Regions from separate parts of the Hordeum vulgare genome. Here region 2 is linked to region 1. The links are chromatin contacts, called in public Hi-C maps. All regions are on one chromosome and are shown on one strand. The core of a region is the stretch at or near the end of the contact, and the rest is flanking DNA. Distances in the headings are between cores, read along the strand shown. Region 1 holds the start of LOC123411527 (pentatricopeptide repeat-containing protein At1g73710). Region 2 holds the start of LOC123407264 (translocon-associated protein subunit alpha).

The links. Hi-C and Micro-C count contacts between places; a contact is called where the count stands out from the background.
Region 2: a contact with region 1 is called in a Hi-C map of seedling, with 3 times the contacts expected there. The contact joins the promoter of LOC123407264 here to the promoter of LOC123411527 in region 1. A contact is called at or near these places in 2 of 6 Hi-C or Micro-C datasets (leaf and seedling) and 1 of 1 datasets of contacts at active chromatin or transcription factors (embryo).

Annotation. Positions count from the first base shown.
Region 1 is chr7H:538,530,826-538,536,535 of MorexV3_pseudomolecules_assembly, reverse strand. LOC123411527 (pentatricopeptide repeat-containing protein At1g73710) reads right to left here and starts at 3,323. Exons shown (of 1, transcript XM_045104493.1): 1 at 77-3,323. The coding sequence starts at 3,256. The coding sequence ends at 485. It also overlaps the pseudogene LOC123409235.
Region 2 is chr7H:538,692,669-538,698,378 of MorexV3_pseudomolecules_assembly, reverse strand. It overlaps LOC123407264 (translocon-associated protein subunit alpha), which reads right to left and starts at 2,065. Exons shown (of 8, transcript XM_045100365.1): 1 at 1,865-2,065; 2 at 933-1,094; 3 at 544-594; 4 at 102-190. The coding sequence starts at 1,934.

The sequences.
Region 1 (5,710 bases), core at 2,074-4,573:
CTTTCAGCATACTATTCGTACCCACTGCAAATTTCTCCATCTCCTCGACTTTCAGTGACATGGACTCAACCTGTGTGGTCTTCCTCCTGATATCTTCCAACCCAATCCTCACCTTTTCTTTCTCGTTAACAGTTTTAGATTCAGCCACAATCACTCTCTTCACAAGAGACTATGACGTCGGTCACCACACAGATGGACTTGAGAATGCCATCATCAACAGAACTGCAGTTTCCATGTGGCAGTTGTCCACACTTAGCATGGAGCCATCAACCATGGGCATGCCCAGCCCCTCAACTCCAATCGTCAATCACATTAATATTTCTGATCCCTTTCTTTTTTATTTTGAAGCAAATATGTATCATCTCCGGTAATCAATAACATTACCACAACAAAGTTAGACCGGGAAGTCCACAACAAAGTCATCAGCACCTTGCGAGCTTACCAGGTCACACCAGGTGAACTATCTTAACATCTCATTTGTTGACTAACTGAGCAGCAAGATTATTGCAAGATTATTGCTTCCAGTTTCTCTATAGGAAATCAGTGCTTTATGGAAAGACTTACTAAACTCGCTGTTTCTGTATGCGAGAAGACCACTTACCCTTCTCATGCCTTCTGACATTCCAGATATCCCACAACAAGTTGACAAATTGATGCAAGCAATAGTGTCCGGTTTTAGCCCTAAAGCATGCATCTGCATGAACAAATTGAAAGCTTTATCCACCTCTCCACAGGAAGCATACACCTTGAAGGCAACATTGTATGCACATGGATCCATTGTCAACTCAGACTTTGAAAGTTGCTCGCAGATATTTAATGCAGAAGCATGCATGCCTGCCATGGAAAACAAGAATGCAAGTATAGCATGCTTGGCAGAACTCCTGCCATCACTATATGCTGATTCTAACTGCAAAACTTCCTCTGATGAAATATTAATTTTATTCACTGCAGAAAATATCATCTGAAAGGTTGACGCATCTGGAAAGATGTTATCTGCCACCATTTTTTGCACCAGCTCTGCACATTCTCTCAAGTTGCCCTTGGCCACATAACATGCCATAACAGCATTATATGCAGCACAGTCAGATAGTAAGCCTGAATTATGTAATTCATGAGCAATCTTAATGGACTCGTTAAGCAAGCCCATGTTCTTGTAGAGGAACATCATGATAATGTATGAAACATCATCCCCCTGATTATTTCTCCTCAAATTGTCAAAGATTGCCTTAGCCTCAATGACCATCCCAAGTTTTGCGTACAGATTTAGCATGGTATTCGAGGCAATGATATCAGGGCCACCATCCATGTTCCTCATCCATGCATACAAATCCTGCGCTTCCTTCCAGCAATTGATCTTGCTGTAGGCCTTGATAACCGAAGTTAAGACAATATGGTTTGGAGTGATTCCAGATTCTTCCATCAAGTTGCTATAATGGAGTGCCTTCTCCACTTGTCCCGTCTCCGCAAACATATTAATCAGCAAACCATAAACAACCACATTTGGTTCAACACCCGAGGCCTTCATTTCACTGTACAGATCTATAGCTTCAGATGGCAAGGAATTGCGGGAGTAGGCCCTCATAACAGCAGAGTATGTCTCACACGCAGGTTTAAATCCCGTGTCTTTCATTTTACGCAAAAGATTCTTAGCTCTCCGTGGAAATCCACCAACAGAAAACATCTGAATTAAGGAATTGTAAGTACACTCATCTGGTAAGATACCAGAACCCTTCATGTTCTCAAGTAGAGAAAGGACTCTACCATATTTTCTTGCCAAACCATAAGCCTTGACCATCACATTATATTCCACTATCTCCCTTTTGCCCCCAGTACCTCTGTCGCAGTGGAAAATATGCTCGGCTTCTTCCCAAAGACACCTATCTGCAAAAGCATCCATTATGGCAGCAAAATTCTTGGATGAAACCTCCTTGCCTCTGCAATGCCTTTCAAAGAAAGCATTTGCCTTATCAAGCAATCCTTGATCAATATACATCTTCATGACAACTGGCATGGACTGTTCATGAATGCTAGAGCCAGACTCGATAATTCCATCGATCACATCTTCTGCTTCACACACCATCTTCCTCTCACATAGCACCTGCAACGCAATCCTATAGCTCACATCATCAGCACATAACCCGATCCTCCCAATTTGATGGTAATACTTCAAAACTCCCTCGACATCCCCCATTGACGCAAACAGAGCCATCATCACATTATACGTCCTAATATCTGGAGTGACCCCCCTGACGACCATGTTAGCTAGCAGCGCCTCTGCCTCCTTGACGCTTCCATGTGACCCAAATGTGTAGATCATTGTGTTGAACGTACATGTGTCTGGCATAACCTGATAGGCCAGCATGTCCGCAAACATGTCCATCGCATCCTTGTGCCTCCCGGCCTTTCCATAAAGATCGATCATTGTGTTATAGGTTTCCACGAGCTTTGGCTTCCTAGGAACTTCCTGAATGCCCAATGCACCCGCAGAATCAAGTTTATCATGAAACACGCCGTCTATCAAGAATTGCATTGGTCCGTGCAAATCAACCGCTCTGTATTCAAGATGAAGAAATTCAACATCGAACCTGCCAACGCACCAGTTATTGAAAAGGATGAGCCCGTCCGAGTAGCGGCCACTGTTCTTGAGGATACGGGCGAAGGTGTTCATGGATATCTCGTCGGGGGCAATACCCAGTGCGCGCATGTGCAGGAGAAGCAGGAGGGATTCCTGCGCCGAACCGGCCTTGGCGAGGGCATCGGCCAGCGCGGCGTAGGCCGGATTGGAGGGCCGGATGGCGTCGTCCCGGGACATCATGAGCCAGACGCGGCGGAGCTCGGACCACCGGCGCGCGCGGGCAAGGTGGCGGAGGAGCACGCTGTAGTGGACAGGGTTGGGCGCGTAGCCTGGGAGCGCGCGCACGCGGTCGAACAGGTCGTGGGCGCGGCGCCAGTGGCGCTGCCGCGAAAGAAGGGCGGTCTGCTCGCGCGGAGACATGGCGGCGAGGGATTCATCTGATGGGTTGAGGGTGGCGGTGAAGGGGTTCCTGGAGACGGTGGAGGTGGTAGCGGGGACGGGGGCGTGGTTGTTGCACGTAAGGGGAGGTGGCGGACGCAGGCGGGCGAGGTGAAGACGGGACGCGGAGGAGGGCGAAGCGGGGAGGAGGTTGGCGTGTGATCCGGCGGCCGGTGGCTTGCTGTTGCTGGCTTTGGTGACGGTGGTGCCGGCGGCCGGAGGGCAGGGAGCGGCGGGAGCCATGACGGTTTAGGGGAAGAGGAAGACAAGGGGTGGAGAGACCGAGAGAGTATCGGACAAAACTGTCCAAATGGGCCGGCCCTGGCGTGCCCGGTCCCTGACGGCCCAGCACGGCACGTATAAGCTTAGGTAGACATACTATAAGAATTAAAATATTATTTTTGTGATGATATGAAGGTGAGAGAAGAGGAGTGAGAAGGTGAGCCGGATATAGAATAATAGCCAACTGCAACACGTACTCCTAGGCATTATGTAAGAGTGGAAGGTGGACCATGTATTAATAAAATAACACATCTTTATAACTAACTATTGTATTTGCTGACTATAAACATGATTATAGATGATATGTCAACATAATATAGCCAGCAGCTGGCTATACTATTAACCATGCTCTAATGGCATGTGCCTGGACAGCCCGGCACGACACGCTCGGTCCGTCTGAAACGTTAGTGGAGAGGAGCGTATGTCTCGTGTTGTGTGTCACGAGCGAGAGAGAGAGAGATTGCCTAAAAAAGAGCGAGCGAGAGAGACGTTGCATTTCTCACACTCAGGCCCTCTCTCATTTCTCACAATTAAACATTGATGATCTCAACCAGTTCAACTTGAGTTCAAGTGATTTCAATGTTCACATGCGAGAGTAGACTGATCCTACTACCCACAATACCACCACCTATCATTCTTCTGACGAGAATCCACAATCACAATCCGACCCATTCCATTACTCCCAGCACTTCCTCCACTACCGTCAGTATAAAAAAGGTTCATCGCAAAACCTCAGAGTGTTGGGATTACTTCGATGAAGAAATAGTTGTGGCGGATGGTCTCGATGTCCTTAAAGCTATGTGCAAAAGATGTAGTGACTCATACTCCAAGGAGGAGGGGGTGAAGGGAACCATCTATTCAAGTGGTTGGTCCCTCCTTGCCCCCGAATGGAATACAAGCATCTACATCTTTTGCACCTAGCTTTAAGCATGTTCACACCACCCTCTATAACTATTTCTTCATTGAAGTAGTCTCAACTTCGAGGTTTTGCAACAATCCCTTCTTGTACCGATGGCGATGGAGGGTAGTGCTTGCAGTAGTGGAATGGGTGACGGATGGTGATTGTGTATTCTCGTCAGAAGAAAGATAGGTGGTGGTATTAGGGGAAGTGAGATCAATAAAGTGAGGTATGTGAGTATTGAAATCACTTGCATCGAATTGGAACTGTCTCGGATTATTCATTTTTAAGTGTGGGCAATGTTAACCACCCGGTGGTGTATCTCTCGATGTATTGCCTTAACACACGAATTCGAGTATCACTTGTCTATTACATGCATCGCGTACAAGAACTGATAGAAGGGGATCGAGGTAAGGGAAGAACAGGGTTGTTAGGGAATATTTCTACCCTAGTTGTTTTGGTGATTGATGATAATGCATTTGCGGACTAATCATGTGCATTAAGCCTTTCACAGAATTCTACATATGGCACAAGACGATTATAACTCCTGGGTGGATAATAGTGAAGACGATTATTTTTCTGCGTTTCGTTTTCAATGGAATTGAGTCATAGGAGAACCGTACTATTAAGAGGGGGTCCACATCAGAAAGGTTTGGGTCAAATCAACACGTACACTTTCATTTGAACCCCTAGTCCTTTCCTGCATCAATGGAGTTGTTCTAGCTTTGCAAGTTCTGGTCCTGAAAGAGCCAAGCGGTGGTGCCGCGGTCGCCAGCGGTAGTACCGCTTAACTTGTAACCAGTAGTACCGCTCTAGGTTGGCGCTACCACTGCCCCCGGGCGGTAGTAACTTTACCCAGTGCCGCACTCTGTACCGCTGGCTTTGGAGTCTCGACTTTTCATGTCGGACTGAGCTATTTTTGGCACAGTAGTACCGGTCCCAAGCAGTAGTACCGCTCGTTACTATCGTGCCACTACCTCTCCTATTTCTGGTTCACGAACTCTCAGCGAAATCTGGGCGACAGTAGGGCGAGGTACTACCGCCTACAAACGGTAGTACCTCTCTTCCAAGCGTTAGTACCGCTTAGGAGGAACTACCTCTGCTCCTACCATTGCCTTGCGTCTGTAGGGCTGCTGCACTACTGGGGCGTGCGGTACTACCGCTCCGGCGGCACTACCGCCTCGAGGCCTCGTGCCTTTATCCTGTGATGTCGTCTCAGCCACCCAAGTGGTAGTACCCCTTGTGTGCGGGCTGAGAGGGGGTAATGGCTGGATTCTTTCCCCCACTATATAAAGGGGGTCTTCTTCCCATGAAGACCACCTCTTCCAACCCTAAGCTCCATTGTTGCTCCAAGCTCCATTTTCGCTGGATCTCTCTCCCTAGCTAACAAAACGTGTTGATCTTCTAGGGATTGATTGAGAGGCCCCCAGTATACACTTCCACCAATAGAAATTTGATTTCACCCACTAATCCCTTGCAGATCTTGTTACTCTTGTATTTTTTAGTACCCTGGACGA
Region 2 (5,710 bases), core at 816-3,315, 160 kb before region 1:
ACACTTGAGATGGTGCATAACTGACAAATGCAAGATTCAGTTAGTTCAGCTAGCATAAAACATAACAACTCAGCAAGCAACAAAATCATATATTTCCTCACCTGAACTGTAAGGTTCTGTCCGTACATCTTATGATCATAAGGAAGATGTAGGGTTGAATGGACAGCAACAACATTCAAAGTTGATTCACCTGTACAAACAGTATACAAGTGTGAGCCCGGTCAACAGGAACTAGCATGGTAATAAAATATTCAGTGCAGAAAAGTTGTGATTCTACCAAAAACATGCAGATGCTAGAACATACAAGCTAGGATGACAGAGAACTTGAGTATACTGGACTACTCAAAGAATCCCATACACTGCATACCAGCCAAATGTAGATGAATTTGCAGCAAGTTATTAGACATAAAGCGAAAACAACTGGCAGCACACATGTGCATGGAAGAAAGAGAACTTCCACTAAGCACACCACACACCAAGCCTAGTAATAAATGTAGGTGCTAGATAAAAGAATCGTAAGTTGGAAGAAACAGCATTAGTTACCCTCATTTTGCAGGCCAACCAAAAGCTCAGTTTCTTCACCCGCTGGTACAACTGCAATCAAATAATAAAATGGACATGTTATTGATTACTGAACTCAAGAAAGATGCGACAGAAATTTTCAACATAAATGGTTGCTCTAGAAGCATTCATATTTTAGTATGCAAATAGTAAATACATACCAAACTCTACATATATTCATGGAATTTTTTCAGCTTAATAAAAGTAACAAGTTTATGGTCTTCTGAAAGTACAATGAGTGGCAAACATGCATGGTCATATCGGATTTAATATCAAGGTACATAATTCCAGTAGCTTAGAGATGGTGCTACAATTTCTTATGACTGATCATGGAAGAAGAGGCTTAGCAAAGATTGCATACTATAACTTACTTTTCCCAGCATTTTTGGGGAAGACACAAACAGTCTCCACACCAGGTGCGGGGCTTAAAGGCTCTTCACTGGAAACCGGAGTATCATCACCCACATATCCTAGATCAGCCCCATCAACAACTTCTTGCATGGCAGCATCTTCCTCAGACTGAGCTCTAGCAACTGTGGGAATAGAAGAAATATATCAATCAGTCTTAGATGACACATGGAAATAAAATGACTTGGAGCATCAATTGGAAGTCTTGCTTGCTAAAAACAGAACACCGCGTGAAAGAGCACTCATGCTACTTAAGTTCGATCTCCTATTCCAAAATCCAAAAGAGTAAAATAAATTGCAGATTTCAAACTGCTTGCTGCGACCAATTAATTTGTCCGTCAAAAACCGCCAGCCTAGTTACATCATTTAACTATATGGTGTAAAAATTAAAACCGAGAAACAATTGCACCAACTACCGCTGAATTGCCAACCATAAAGCATAGAGAACTCGGAAAATTTCAGAAGCTGCTACTAAATTCCCACGAAGATTCACTGCCGCAGCATGCAACCACAGATAGAGCATGGCATACGTGCGCGCTCAAAATAGCGTCCTCGTTTACATTTCGCCCCAAACACCGCACCAACAAACCAACCGGTCTCGAGCCTCAGCCGGCCGCATCAAAGATGCGCACTCCGCCGCACCGCACCTAAGCCGCGCGCTACACCCCGGCGAGCGGACCGATCTAACCCGCCCGCTCCAAATCCCAGCCAGCTCCGGCGCATGCCCGACCCCCACCCCGCCCTACATGGTCTGATCAGCTCCATCGGCGCTCCAAATCGGCGCGCAGCCGGCGGATCTAGCGCCGCCCCGCCGTGGAATTCCCGAGAGAGCGAGAGGGGGGAGCGGATCTGGGCGGCGGAGACCGATAGGTGGACGAACGGGACGCGTGGTTACCTTGGGCGAAGGGGGAGGCAGCGAGGAGGAAGACGAGGAGGATGGCGGAGAGCCAAACCCTAACCGCCATGGCCGGCTCAGTCAGATCGGATCAGGATGGAGGAGGTGCTGGTGGTCTTGGGCGCGTGGGTTTTTCCGGGGGGGTGGACGTGGTGCGGCTACTAGTAGGAGGAGCAGAGGGAGTTGCTGCCCGTGCCACGAGGTCCACGGCCTGTGGTGACATGGAGGCCGGCATCGTCATAACTTGCCGTGCTGGATTTTCCATTTCTTTTTTCCTCGGGTTTGTTGCTGCTGTTTGTTTTGGCTTGGCACGCTGAATTCGGTGTCTCTTGGCCTCTGGGGGGACGTGACACGGGATGTAGATCCTCTGACAGATGGGGCCCGCTAAGTCTTTCGTGTACATTTTTCCTATGCAAAGACTGGAAGACTAGTAACTAATGTTTGGCTACATTTATAAAAATACATGAATATAATAATAAATTGTGTACGACGTGTAAATATATTCGAGAACGAATCTAATAAATGCTAGTAGATGAAACAAATGTGTACACAAAATCAATTGTTACAGTTAATGTTGTATAGCAAACAATTCCTACACTATTAGCATTGAACTAAAATTTTGTAACAGAAAGCACGAGAAGAGCAAAAATGTTTTGTCACATATGGATGTCATGTGTGCATGACACCTCGACGGCCACACCAGTCTTAAAGCACGAAGGAATGCTGGATTCAAACCTGCTTAACTCCAATATTAAGGCGCACTCCTACGCAAAAGGAGAGCTCCATAGAGTTGAAGCGAATATGCACCAATCTATCTATATGCAAAGCATTTTGGTTATTTTCAACAGCACCAACGGTAAAACAGCAGCTGGATTATATGGCTCAGGCCGGAACGATGAATGGGCCTATGGTTATCTATAATAAAAGAACGGAAATGATAAATCCATAACGTTCAAAATTTTAAAATGACAACCCAAACGTTTTAAAATGACAACTTTAGTTCAAAACGATCTGGGAAAAATCGACATGTTTTAACAACTAAAGTTGTCACCTATTGCATGTCCTTGGGCGCTCGCGGGGGACTTCAATCTAATTGCAGACCCAATTGATAAAAGCAACGATAGAATAAAATCGTCGAATGATGGACCGGTTTCAACGGTGCATCTTCGACTTCGACTTAAAAGATCTCTATCTCAATAGGCGGAGATACACGTGGTCCAACGAGCGGCAGGAGGCCAGACTCGAAAATCCTGATCGGGTTCTGGTTCAGATGGATTGGGAACCGCTGCACCCGCAGTCTTTCTTCACGGCTCTCTCTAAGTGCATCTAGGGTGTGTTTGGTTGCTGTCATCGGCTGGAATGTCATGGGTCGGACCCGTTCCTAGTCCTCGTTCCTGCGTTTGGTTTACCAACTGGAACAGAACCCACTCATTCCACTTTAGGGAATATTCCACTCAGATCTGGAACGTGCTAGTACCACGAAATTGATGGAATCACACGGAACGGCTCGTCTGCTCGCGCTGCGCGTCGCCGCTCGTCGCCGCCCACCCGCGCTGCGCCTGCCGGGGCCGCCGCCCACCCGCGCCCTCGCCGGGGCCGTCGCCCACCCGCGTTGCGCGTGCCGGAGCCGCCGCCCCATCGCCGGGGCCGCCGCGCCCTCGTCGCCGCCGCGCTGCGTCGGGTGCGCGACCCGGACTCGCCGCCGCGCGCGCCATCGCTGGGGCCGCCGCGCCCTCGGCCCCCGCGGCGCTCGGCCCCCTCCCTCTCTGCTGCCGCGCTGCGCCGCCGGCCCTCTCTGCTGCCGCGCCGCGCCGCCGGCCCTCTCCCTTCCTCTCTGCTGTGTCGCTGCCGGCCCTCTCCCTTCCATTTTTCATTCCATGCCTCCCAACCAAACACTCGAACGGAACCATCCCGTTCCACTTTTTTGCTCGTACCAAACACAGGAACGGAACTGACCCGTTCCTCTGGAGTGGAACCATTCCATTCCATGACAGTTGGTTCTCCAACCAAACACACCCCTAGTGTCCCTTAGAGCAAGTACAATAAGGTACAGTCAGCAGGCTATAAGGATTAAAATACTATATTTTTGCTGAGTTGGATGAGAGGGAAGAGGAGAGACAAGGGAAGCGGGCTCTTCGTGAAGAGCTAGCTCTAGCACGTGCTCCTAGGTGCTTTGTGAGAATGAAAGGTGGGTCATATATGACAAAAGTAGTACTCTTTTATAGCTTTGTGAGAATGAAGATTTTGAAAGTGAGAAAATTGGTGTATCCTTGAAGATATTGAAGCGAGGTCGTTGAAGCATGAATACTTGTTTTCGTAGTTCCATTTCCTTCCTTTGAGTCAAAGGAACACCGTACTATTAAAGGGGGTCGAGATAATACTAAGGAAAAGTTTCCAAGTGATGTTCATCTCAAAGCCTACACATACCCAATCCTTCAAGTGAAGCCTTTGGAAATCTTTTACAGTTCAGTCAATTCCTTCTTTGAGGAAATTGCTCTCACTGACAAGTTAGGATTTCGCGAGTGCGAACTGCCTACAAATGAGGAACATGAGAGACATGAGGACTTTCTTAGTTTGAAAGTTCCGACCGTTGCTGCGCCACGCACCAGCTGTTCCCAAACCTTATCCACATAACGATCGTATCATTGGGGCATTTATGTCAAATCATGTCAGGATTGCTCCTTGGCTATAAATAGCCCCCTCCCCCCCACCCCCCATAACCACTAGCTGGTTGGCTGCTCCGAGAAAGAACTTGACACTTGTCATTTTAGAGCATTCCATCATCTGAGGACTTTGAGAGTAAATCATTAGTGAGGAAAAACCCAAACACCCAAACCAAAATTCAAAATCCAAAGTGATTGAGCATCACTGATGAGATTATTCTTGTGTGGAACCAACGCTTGTTACCTTTGAAGATTGTGCATCTTTCACGCGGTTAGACGTCAATGGTCTAGATCATCCATCAGTAAATTATGGAATGATGGGTGATCGAGTTTGTGAGGGTTTGGAAGTCTGCCGTGAAGACTTACCATGAGTGTTGGGTGAGGTTTGTGTGACCTTAGCTCAAGGAGAATACGGTAAGGACTATGTGTCCTTTGGTTTAAATACCAAGCCGCTCCAAACCAGACGTACGACTGTCACAACAGTTGGGACTAGGTCATCACATCACTTTCTTCACCGAGTACTTGGTTCTATTTCCTCATTTACGTGTTGATGCAATTAATCGTTACTTTTTGAAGAATTTGACTGAAGACTTTCTGAATTTCCTCATCTCAGATTCTTCACACCATTTGTTCTTCACCTGTTTATCCGGGTCACGCTACTCACACTAAGTGTTTGTTTCATTCCATCATAATGAACATGCTTGTGCCCTGTTACACTTACACCCGAGTACTTATTTCACTCCAAGACGTTCGTTACTTAGCAATTTCCTCGCACGGAAATTCCTTAGTGATGAATTCATAAAAATCGCCTATTCACCCCCCTCTAGTCGACATAATGCACTTCCACTATCAGTACTAGCACATTTGATCACTGCCCTCTGCATTTCATCTTGGAGTCTGACCTCCGGCGTGGCAAGAGCTTTCACTTCCAGAAATTTTGGACGAAGATTGAAGGCTTCCAAGAAGTGGTTCGAAAAGCATGGGAGAGCCATTCGGGCGTGACAAACCCATTCAAAAGGCTTGCTATGAAGCTTAAGGCCACCGCGAATAAACTCATGAGTTGGAGCGACAAGTATGTGGGAAGCATCAAGCAGTAGGTGCGCATTGCGAATGAGGTAATCTTGCGGCCTGATGCCGTCATGGAGACGAGGTCATTGTCCCTTGACAAGATGGATCTACGGCG